Regions from separate parts of the Mus musculus genome. Here region 1 is linked to region 2. The links are chromatin contacts, called in public Hi-C maps. All regions are on one chromosome and are shown on one strand. Each heading gives the region's core, a stretch centred on a gene start, on an enhancer-like site or on the middle of the called end of the contact. The rest is flanking DNA. Distances are from core to core; before and after follow the strand shown.

Region 1 (5,500 bases), core at 178-2,677, 240 kb after region 2:
AGACAAGGTCTGGCTATAAACCCCAGGCTGGCCTCGAACTTAATTAAAGCTTTGCTCCTAGCTCCTGGGTAATGGCAGTGAAGGGACATGTGTCCCACCATGTGCCAAGGGCAATTCATGCTTATAACAACTTCTTTTCCTGGTTTGGGATCATGCATCATGTCTGTTGCCTTTGGGGCTAAAATGGGTCAGGCTCACTTTGTCTTAAAAATATTGACAGTTGCCTTCTGTGATGTTCCTCATATCCAGATGTTTCCACTGAATTATTTTTTCATCTATTCTCTCTCCTTCATGCCAGTTTTCCAATGTGTACTTTTCTTTGCCCCCCTTGGGTTCAACTAAGTTGCATAAACAGATATCTGTGTTGATGGATAGATTTTTTTTTATAACATAAGCTTCTCTTATTTTTTTTTACCTTGTTGAATATGTTATGGATCAACACCTGAAGAGTTTGAATAATTTGAAATTAGATAAATGAAACAAGGGACTAGTAGAGACATATTAAGTATTTGCCATTGATTGAACAATTAAGATGAACTCAATACAGCAAAATGCAAACCACAGCTTTACCAACTGTCAGGTGCACAATGTGTGCTCAGCACTAACTGCCAATGGCGTCTTTCTAAAGTACCTCTGAGAGAGGACAATGCTTTTTCTGTCCTATGGTGGTGGTGTTGGGGGGTGGGGTGGGGTGGGGTGGGGGTGGGGTCTTCCTTAAGTTCTTCCTCTGTTGTGCTGGTTTGTGGTTGGTTTCTCACACCCGCAGGTGTGACAGAACCTGGTTACTGCAGGGGATGCGTGAGGATTTGGAAGGCAGGGAGCTCATCAAAAAGAAAAGACAGGAACAGCTTGAGAGGAAGAGGTTACTAAGTGTACCGGGCATCTGGTGGGATATCTGGTGGGATGGGATGGCAAGCAAGGTGAGGGCTCATGCTACGTACAGAAAGGGATGCATGGGAAACTCATGGGAACCCAAAGCTCTTGGTTCAGTCACTAACCGTGTAGCAGTAACAAACCCTAAGATTCAGAGGGCAGCATCCTCGCCCTCACCCTCAAGAGCAGCCACTGGTTTATAACATGGAAACACAGTAGTGCGCAGGTTAACAGGAATGTGTTTTCATTTAGAAATATCTGCTCATCTGGAAGGGCAGGGCCCTCATCCTAGGCCTATGACAAGTCAAGGTTTTTGATGATTTCTGTTACATAAGAGGTACACAATATTAGTTCACATATCCCACTGCTTAAAACCCCCACCAAAGGAGAAGGTTTGTGCTTAAATAATTGAATAAGTTAAGATTCTTTCCAAAACTTCTAAGTGGCTACCCAAGACAATGACAGATTAATGACAGATTAAGTGTTAAGACTTCGTAGACATTAGCAGTTGGCATCCCTTCGGTTGCTGAGCCCATACTGCCCCCTGGTGTTCCCTGGGCATCTCTGTTTTGTAGGCCAGTTGACGTGGTATTTCCTGTTGCCTGCTGGCTGGACAGTGCACTGCAGGTCTCACCTGTGAGAGGCATCATTTTCACTGACTATCATCTTTTTGGTATTTTGGTGTCTAGCATGCTGTGCCTAGCAAAGTGTCCACTAGTAGTTCAATGAATAAATGACACGAGTCTCTCAAACTAAAAAATGTGCAGCTACTGTAAACATTGTCCTTACTCCCCCTCAAATTGCCAATGTTCTTGATCCACCCTTGGTCCAAGTCTCCATCACTTCCTGCCTGGACTAGTTCTCACGTCTTCCCTTCCTCCCACCCCCAGCCCATGAAACTCTAGCTATCACTTTCTTCAACACCGGCAGTGTTGCCTTTCTCTGTCGGCGATGCATAGACGCTAGAGTGTAGAGGGCATATGGCTATACTCTTTCATTTTGGCAGTGCTAGGGACAAAACCCAGGATCTGGCTCTGGAAACTCATACTTTCAGGCCAGATAAAGTTGTGAAAGTTTTTGTCTATAGGCTGCAGGGCACTCTTGCTACTTGCAGCTGGGTAAGCTGCCATACTAGTCCCCAGTTGCTTCATCTACAAAATGAAGATGACAGCCACTTGCTTGAGGTGCGCACTGAGTTGCCAAGGCTTGTGGGAGAACACACATTTCTTCCTGTTGTTATTTTTAAGCACTTGTTTGTGCTTTGGAAACAGTCTTAATACAATGTTATATAGTCTAGGCTGGCCATGAACTCAGTAACCACCTGCTTCAGTCTCCCTAGGACTGAGATTGTAGGAATGTCCTAACACACTTGGCTAAGAATGTTCTTTGGAGAGACTGCTTAGAATTGCTGCCTGGGTTAGGAAACATTGTGACGGTATTTCTTTCATGTACAATGGGCAAGGCTATTTGGCTGTCTCTGTAAGTCTAGGTTACTATGTTGGTAATGTTTTGAAGTCCAGATCACTTCATCTTGTGCAGGGATCAGGATGTAAGGTTGAGGCAGTTTGGAGGAAAGGAGATATAGATGGGAAAGTTCTTGTAAAAGAAGAGAAGCGTTAGGTGTAGGATATTCCAGCTTGTCTTCAGTTCTCTGTGTACTTATCTTTGCCTCCTACTGCCCAGAAAAGTATGTTGCCAGCATGAGTGTGATGAAGTTTATGGGAACAAACAGAAGAGAGAAAATTCCAGACTGGCACAAAGACAGCAGAGAAAGGAAGAGCTGGTGACTAACTCAGCCAGTGAGAAGAAATTAGAAGAGGAGACAAGAGTCTCCTGCCCTTACCCATCACTCACTCACACACACACACACACACACACACACACACACACACACACACACACACACACACACACAGAGGCTCTCTCTGAAAGCTCCTGAAGTATTGTGATAGGTGTTTGAGGGCTTTGAGCTTTATGGGGAATGGAGGCTCATGGTATTTTATCTTGGTATTGAAGGAGACAGACCCATAGAAAGCCGAAGAGCTTGGAAGCATCTGGGTTACATCAAAAAGCACTTCACACCAGGCCTAGGATCAAGTAAGCATTCAAACTCTGAAGTGGTGTGCTAGTGAGCCAGTATCCAGTGTTATCACCGTGTTTAAGCAGATGGCACATGCAGATGTTCTAGAATATCGCTTCCAGGTCCGAATGGACTTCTTGTTCTTTCTCCCTCCCTCTCTTGAATCTTTATTGGGTAGTTTATTGTGTTTTGAGTGTTCTTCTCAAAAGCATGTTTATGTACCCTGTGTACCCTGGAACTGGATTTAGGGACCATACTGAATCACCGTGTGGGTGCTGGGGGCCAAACCCAGATCCTCTGTAAGAACGACTGCTCTTAACCACCAAGAAACCTCTCTCTAGCCCTTTGGTTCTTTCTAATGCATGACGGAATTTAATCTTCCCTTTTATTTCTCACCGGTGTGGGGTGAATTCTATAAGACAGAGCTGATGACTAGTTATTTGGTTATGCCTCAAAGCATCGTGAAACAATGAAAAGAATTGAAGCACTCTGAGTTAAACTCCGGATATCATAGATGTTACACAAGCCCCTTTTCACGGATCCATGTGCCCAGACTTATTTTCACTATTAAAATTTAAAATGAGATCTTGCTTGGTTGCCCAGGCTGTCCTTGAACCTGCAACCCTCAAGGCTCCTGCTCCAGCCTCCAGTATAGCTATTCTCACAGCTTGGTACCGTCATGATTCTTGCTCTTCATTTATGCGTTCTCTTGAGAACCAGGCAGGAATCACGTGTGTGCTTAGCATTCAGTTATCCAGATCCCAGCTCCCTCCCTCTCCATCCTTTTAATGAAGGTCTTCACTCTTGAAACAGAGAGGTTGTTTCATTTCAAACTCCCTGTCATTTTTTCAAAATTCAGACCTTTCTCTGGAGTTTTAACTATCCGTGTCAAGACCATCTTCCTTTATACTCTGAACCAAAGTAAAAATATTGCTCTAGCAGGATCTTAGCTTAGAGCGCACTCAAGCTAATCCACAAGCAAAACAAGCAAAAGGATCTCCGTCTACAGCAAGCTCCTCAGGAAGCCACCTTGTAACTGGGCCCCAGGTTCTCCTGACGGTGGGAGGCTTCAGTGTCCACATTGTATGGCTGAGATGTCCTCTACGCAGCCATCTCTGTAGGTCATCTGTGCTGTGAGAAGGGGTCTCCTGGACCTCCAGCTGGAATCACCAAACGTGGCATTGCCAGGAGTGACACTACTTATTTGTTAGCTCACTTGATGCTAAAATAAAAAGGACCACTGACCCTGAAATAGGGGGTCCGAGGATGATAGAAAAGACAAGGAGGCTGTGGGGGCTGTGAGTCCTTCAGAGCCTCTCAAGTTGCAACCAGTTTCTTATAATTGAGTAATTAACTTAGCATCGTAAAATTGATATGAATGAAGCTCTAGTTAAAAGAACAGGAAGAAAAGCTACAGTTAATTACACACATACATACATACATACAGACAGACAGATATACTCTGATGGTTTGTACATGCTTGGCCCAGGGAGTAGCACTATTAGGAGGTGTGGCCTTGTTGGAGTAGGTGTGTCACTGTGGGTGTGGATTTAAGACCCTTCCTCATCCCAGCTGCCTGGAAGTCAGCCTTCCACTAGCAGTCTTCAGATAAAGATGTAGAACTCTCAGTTCCTCCTGCACCATGCCTGCCTGGATGCTGCCATGTTCCTGCCTTGGTGATAATGGGTTGACCTCCTGTAAGTCAGCCCCAATTAACTGTTGTCCTTATAAGAGTTGCCTTATAATATGAACTAACCAGTATCTCCAGAGCTCCCTGGGACTAAACCACCAACCAAAGAAAACACATGGTGAGACTCATGGTTCTAGCTGCATATGTAGCAGAGGATGGCCTAGTCAGTCATCAATAGGAGGAGAGATCTTTGGTCTTGTGAAGGTTATATGCCCCAGTGTAGGGGACTGCCAGGGCCAGGAAGGGGGAGTGGGTGGGTTGATGAGTAGGGAGAAGGGGGAAGGGATAGGAGGTTTTTGGAGGAGAAGCTAGGAAAGGGGATAACATTCAAAATGTAAATAAAGAAAATATCTAATTAAAAAAATTGCAAAAAAAAAAAAACTAAATGAAAAAGAAAAAGAGTTGCCTTGATCATGGTATCTGTTCACAGAAGTAAAACCCTAACTAAGACACACACATACATGATGAAAGAACAGGAGGATGGTCATCTCTGAGAGGGATGGAAAGACATCAGTGCACCACTCTATACTGGTACAGCTGTATTTTTCAAGAAGGAAACTGTGGTCAGCTGCATGCCCATAATTCCAGAGCTTAGGAGGTGGCAGCAGAAAATCAAGGTCATTGTCCTCTGCCCTGCGTTTGAGTTTGAGCCCAGCTTGTGCTATACGAGACCCTGTCTCAAAAACTAAATCATATAAAATATGGTCTGGTCCCCATAATGTTTGTAAGTGAGAAGGTGTCCTGTTCAAGACAGGTCTCTGTAGGACCGTAGGGTTGAGGGCCAAGTGCTGACACAGATGGCTAAGACCACTGCTTTCACTCACAGCTGTTCAGCCAGTTACAGTTAGACCTTCTAC
Region 2 (5,889 bases), core at 3,135-5,634:
CAAAGTCTTAGAGAAGTAACTAAAACTTCTCACTTAAGCATCATTTCTATGACTCTTGGTGAGATCTTGGTAACCATAGCAACACGACTCAGGAAGTGTTTTAAATTAGCATCTAGGATGAATCCAGAAACCCTTGGTCCAATCCATTACAACAGAACCTTTGGGTTAGATGCAGCTCAAGTAAGGTGGGAACCTCAGAGGTTATGGGTTCCATTTCTTCAAGGACAAACAAATAAGCAAAAAGAATCTCAAAACCATGGCATTCAAGAATAAGAGAAGCTACCTCACTTGGGGAAACAGCCTGTTTCCCTGTGCTGCTGGCATTGTCTTTTGACTCTTTACATATCCCTGTGAGTAGATCAAAGGCAGGCTTGGGGCCATAAACTGGCTTTGAATTCTGGAAATCAGCCCATGTGGAATTCTCTTAAGGAAGAGACTGCAAAGAACCCCGAAGTACTCTGATGTCAGAAGTCAAGTTGTCGGCGAATGAGAATGTCAGCGGCCCGCACAGCCCCAGCTGAGTCAGGGCTGAGTCCCACCAATCATGGGACACAGAGGTAATTAGGGAAGATGATATCAGTTTTCCAAGATGAAAATCTTGGAGCATCTTCAGGCAACATAGAAGAGTCATCTGATTTCCAGGGGCCAGACTGTCTCTAAACGATCAACTTCATCATGTGTGTTATGTGCGCTTAGCACCTAGACAAAGGTTGCTGCATGCAGGACTGCGTTTCGTTCTACTTTCATAGTGTGGAGAAACAGAAATGGATTCACCTGATTGCTTTCTGACCCCTATCCTGAGGAGGGTGGCTTGGCTTTGTAATGTCCTATATTGAGTGTTACAGTGAGTAGCTTATTGCTCTTATTTAACCTCTTGCTGTAACGTCTTGCAAGATGGGCTCTCTGAGCCTATTTAATGCGCCTTCCTTGTGCCTCCTCCTCATGGGATGGCGAGGCTGAATCTGGACTCTTTCTTATTCACTGCTGCCAAGGCAACTGCCTACATCCACAAACTCACACGGCTTAGGATGATGGACCTTACCTGGTTTCTGGGTCACCTTGTTCAAGACAGGATTACAAGATAAGGGTTGACAAGTACTGCTGGTTGTTGGCTAGGAAACCAAAAACTGCAGGCAAGAAGTGTGGGCTGTGCGTGCGTGCGTATGTGCATGCATGTGTGCACACTTCACCTTCAGGAGGCAGCTAAAGGAGAGCGGCAGGACCTGGGAAAGCAATTAACATGCCCAGAAATCCAGTTGCTTTGTGTCTTTTGTTTCTGGGCAGAGCCAAATCTAGTTTGACATGACTTACGAGTTTTGAGTGACACGGGCAGTAGATAGCCATTTGTCTCATTAGAGCAGCAGACAAGCAGTTCTCAAAGAAACCCCAAATTCGAACGATAGGCCCAGGGTCAGAGATGAACTTGATGGCGGAATCAGAAAACAGTTGGGCTTATGTTTGGTATGGTCTGGGTCAGGTAAGGTAAATAATGTAAGAAAAAGTTTCCCCACGGAAGTGGGCGATATTTTTGTTCTGCTGTTACCAATTTTCAATTTAACCCACTACATTGTACGCTGTTTTTTCTCTCTTTGGGGTGCCCAGAAATGAAGCTCTTCCTTGTTCAGTCACCTCCTGTGTTGGAGGGACAATGTCACCAGTAGAGTTCTTTCCATGCACAAAGGCTAGGGCATCTGTGCACTTTGCTAGTGGGAAGAGCTGACACGTCTTCATTGTGTGGTGTCCTCCCGAAACGTGGTCACACAGCACGATCCCCCAAGAATGGAAGGAGAGTGACTGAGATGGCCATTTATCTTCAGTGTCCATATCCAATCTGATTAAAGCTTCTAACACTTTATATCAGCCCCAGTCCATGTTGGAGCGAATCATAGGGACTGACACCAGGGCATAGGAAGTCTTGAGACTGCGTGGGCCTATCTGGGTGGCAATTTGAAGTCACTTTATGGTTAGGAAGCACTGTGTATAGAGAATCTTCTCTAGCTATGTGCAGCCTTTCTGGCCATGTTTAAATGAGAGGTGGAGTTGGGTTAGGGTGAACACATGCTGAGCACATTCTGTGGGAGAAACTGCACACTCTCTACACACAGCAGAACAAATGGAACAAGGCCCATGTGTCAACAGTGAAGACTATACTCTGCTACACCATAGGCAAGCCAGCAGTTGGCCTCTTCCCATGGGCTTGTAGACAGAATCTGGAAACGGGGAATTATATATTTTGCAGGCAGGAATTATTAAAATTAATTCCCCAAATTAATTCCTGTCTTTTAATCTTATAATGTTTTAACAATTGCTGACTTGATGGATATATATATATATATATATATATATATATATACATACATAGGTATGTATATCTGTGTGTATGTGTGTATATAATACAATCTTTAAAGGACTTCTATACAGTTTTGAGCATATGCCCATGACTATTCCTAGGAGTTAGAGATTCTTTAAATCACTGGATATCTACTAATGACCTACTTTTTATATTAGGCTGTGTGCAAGATGCTAAAAGCCCAGCAATAGGGTTTTTTCCCCTCTTGGGTTCTGAGGATTGCATCTGTGTGAATTCAATGAGCAGGTGTGCAGTGTGACCTCAGTGAGCAGGTGTGCAGTGTGACAACCAAAGGCTGTTCCCGGCTTTGACTGTCTTTGTTAAGACCTGTTCTCGTAGATCTGGGTTCTCGCCGCAGCCTGTGCTCTCTGTTCAGTAACAGAGCCATGAACTCAGTTCAGTGTGCACGAGTCATGAGTTATATGTCCTGTTGACTAATTTTTCCAGAAAAGCACCTACCTTCTTACTCAACGTGATGCTCAAGAGAAGTTGACAGAAGAAGCAAATAACTTGGAATATGAAGTGTTCTGAGCCTAAGTCCTGTGGTAGTCCTGTGCCCTGTTCATACCTCATTTCGTGATGGTAGCACAGTGTGCCTTGCATTACATTAAAACTTGGCCCACGTTTTCATCTCTTCAAGAGACTACATTCCCGAGAGTGCACAAGTTATGTCTCATGAGTTCTTGCTTAGAATTTCTATCACATCTTTTAGCAAAGAACCATATATAGTAGATATTCAGGGAGGAATTTTTTTTTAAATTATTATTAGGGGGATGGAGAGATGACTTCATAGTTAAGAGTGTTTATTGCGTTTGGAAAAGACCCAGGTTTAGTTCCCAGCATGCACCCCAACACTGTCTTCTGAGCACCATGCTCTTGATGTGCAGAGTACACACATGCACACACATGTGCACATAGCACAGAATAAATAAACATCCAAAAATTATTGCTGAGTATGATGTGTGTAGGTGCATGTGCCAGGCTGTGTGTGTAAAGGTCAGAGATAACTTCGTGGAGTCAGTTTCCCCTTCGGGTGGGTTCTGAGCATTGGGTTCAGGGCATGCAGATGCCCTTACATGCTGTATCATCTTGCCAGCCCAGAATAGTTAGTTAGTTAGGTTTTGTTCTTGTTTTTGTTTTTCGAGACAGGATTTCTCTGTGTAGCCCTGGCTGTCCTGGAACTCACTCTGTAGACCAGGCTGGCCTCAGACTCAGACATCCATCTGCTTGTGGCTCTGCCTCCCAAGTGCTGGGATTAAAGGACTGTGCTACCACCGCCCAGGCGGAATGTTTCGTTTTTAAGAAGGCCATAGCACACTATGGAGTAAGCAAGTTTCTCTCTAGCTTTTCACTGGGCACCCATTGTAATTCCCTGCCTGCCCCTGCTCAGTGGAACGTTGCCACCTTGAGTTGAATAAGCTGAGGTTAATAATTGTCCATGCTTCAAGGTGGGCAAACACGGTGGGGCTCCATGCATTCTTTCTTGGATTAATTACTCTCCAGTACTTGTACGTTTCAGTCTTGCAAGTGGCCTCTGCTACTTATTGCTACTTAGTTTTTTGGTTTGGTTTGGTTTGGTTTGGTTTTAAGCTGAGCAGTTGTGTGGAACCAATCCCCTCTTACCAGAAGAATTCTCTTTTCAGGTAGTAATCATCTAGAATTTTCCTCTGAGCAGCAAATTACAAGAATTCTAGGGTGATGTTGCTTCTCTGAGTAGAACTTTTTCATACTTTCTGAGAGAAGTCTGGAAACACAGACCGAAGCTAGATGACAGTCCTCAGTCTGCATCTAGTCGCCAAATGGACTTAGCTGCTGGGAAGTCCTGACTGCTTCCGAAGCGTGGAATTAACCAACTGGTAGGCAGCTCTCTGCTAGTGCCCCAAGGCATGCTATGGGAATTGTTGATTTGATTAGCTATAATTCGTTCTTTCACGGTTGAGAGATTAGCGGCAGACAGTCCTTGCTATCCTCTGTGCAGGCAACAACTACTACATTTCTGATCATAGACACCTTCAGGCGCTGTGTAGAAATCGGTGAGCATTTGCTTCTAGTGGCTGTAGACAGATCCCAAGCAATGTTTCATGTTAAGCGTGTGCTCGTGCTCTTCCTATGCAACTCTGTAAGATTCCCTACTTCAACGAGCTTATGCCCTGCGCGCTGGGTGACTTTTTCTGTGTGCTTTCCCAGAAGGCGGACTTTTGTCACAGTGGCTGGGTGACAAGGGAAACCTCCACATTAAAGGCTGTTTTCACAAAGAGATCTTTCCCTTTTGTTTATGTTTTATTTCTTTACAGTGTGTTTGGGTAGTGAATGCACATGTGTGCACGTATGTGTGCACGTACTTCGCTCTGTGAGCCTGCACACAGAGGCCAGAGTCCGAGGTCTACCTTAACCACTTCTCCACCTCAGTTTTTGAAGACAGGCTCTCTCACTGAACCCGGGGCTCATCATTTCTGCTAGGCTGGCTATCCAGCCTCCACATCCCACATACACACCATTCTACCTGTCTTCCCCAAGCAATGGTGTCACAGGCTTGTGCCACAGTGTCCAGTGGATCCTGGGATGCTGAGATCCCAAGCCAGGTTTTCATTCTTGGTCAGCAAACCTTACCAGTGATTCACCTCCTTAGTCCAGCAGCCTTCTCTTTCCCCTCAGGTATTGTTCTTTGGCAGGTTATTGTTTCTGTCACTGGCAAATGACTCCTTGACTTCCAGCAGTTTGGCTTTGAGCCATTTCATACCCGTTTGCCTAAGTGGTTTTGTTTTCGAGACAGGGATTGTGTAGCCCTGACTGTCCTGAAACAAGCTGTGTAGACCAGGCTGGCCTCATACTCACAGAGGTTCACCTACCTCTGCCTCCTGAGTGCTTGGATTAAAGGCATGTGCCACCATTGCCCGGCTGTTTTAAAACATGTTTAATACTCTCAAACCAAGATAGGGTGTCACTGTATGCTCCTGAATTGTGGGAAACCCATCAGGATGGCCTCTACCTTTGGGTGTTCCACGTAGGCAGTCAGGATTAATGGGAATAAAATACACTGCATGAATACGAGAATTGTTGATATCAGTAGACATGACAGTAAGTAACAGAAACTTGAAGAAAGTGAAGACGAGCCTAGAATTTTAGAACCAGTCATCATTTAAAATAGTTCATAACTAAAATGTATAGATCAAAGCAAAAGTAAGCTTTTGTGGCCCAGTGCCCACTATCAGGAGGGCAGGATCTTCTATGGCAGTTCAGGTCAGGTAGAGACTTTTCTAGCACTTTATGGGAGAACCTAGCCTGTGATAAAGGTTGCTGCGATTGATTAGTAATGTCTGCAGGGCATGCAGAGATGGAAGTTCTGACTCTGACACCTGTGCTAGCTATTTGAGAAATTGGCGTTAAAGCCTAAAATCGACCATCTAAGGTGCTAAAAGGCTGGCACTCAGTAACCAGTCTCTACATTAACTTAGGAGTTCAATACTTCCTTTATTTAGGGGATGGGGTCTGTTTTCTGTCTAGCCTAGAGTTCTGTAGTTGAGTGTTAGCAGAAAATG

What was found. Hi-C and Micro-C count contacts between places; a contact is called where the count stands out from the background.
Region 1: a contact with region 2 is called in a Hi-C map of uterus, with 7 times the contacts expected there. The contact joins two enhancer-like sites. A contact is called at or near these places in 8 of 484 Hi-C or Micro-C datasets (B cells, the N1E-115 cell line, embryonic fibroblasts and 4 more) and 3 of 115 datasets of contacts at active chromatin or transcription factors (bone marrow-derived macrophages, microglia and stem cell-derived neural progenitor cells).

The regions. Positions count from the first base shown.
Region 1 is chr8:36,345,689-36,351,188 of GRCm38.p6, forward strand. No RefSeq gene overlaps it. Among named protein-coding and RNA genes, the nearest start is that of Lonrf1, 99 kb to the left of the region's middle. Within about 2 kb of position 1,428, at least 9 of the 459 cell types and tissues checked have an H3K27ac peak or open chromatin away from gene starts, as enhancers often do. A contact at or near this core is called in uterus, where this site is marked.
Region 2 is chr8:36,106,372-36,112,260 of GRCm38.p6, forward strand. All of the region lies in intron 3 of Prag1 (PEAK1 related kinase activating pseudokinase 1), which reads left to right. Among named protein-coding and RNA genes, the nearest start is that of Prag1, 14 kb to the left of the region's middle. Within about 2 kb of position 4,385, at least 6 of the 459 cell types and tissues checked have an H3K27ac peak or open chromatin away from gene starts, as enhancers often do. A contact at or near this core is called in uterus, where this site is marked.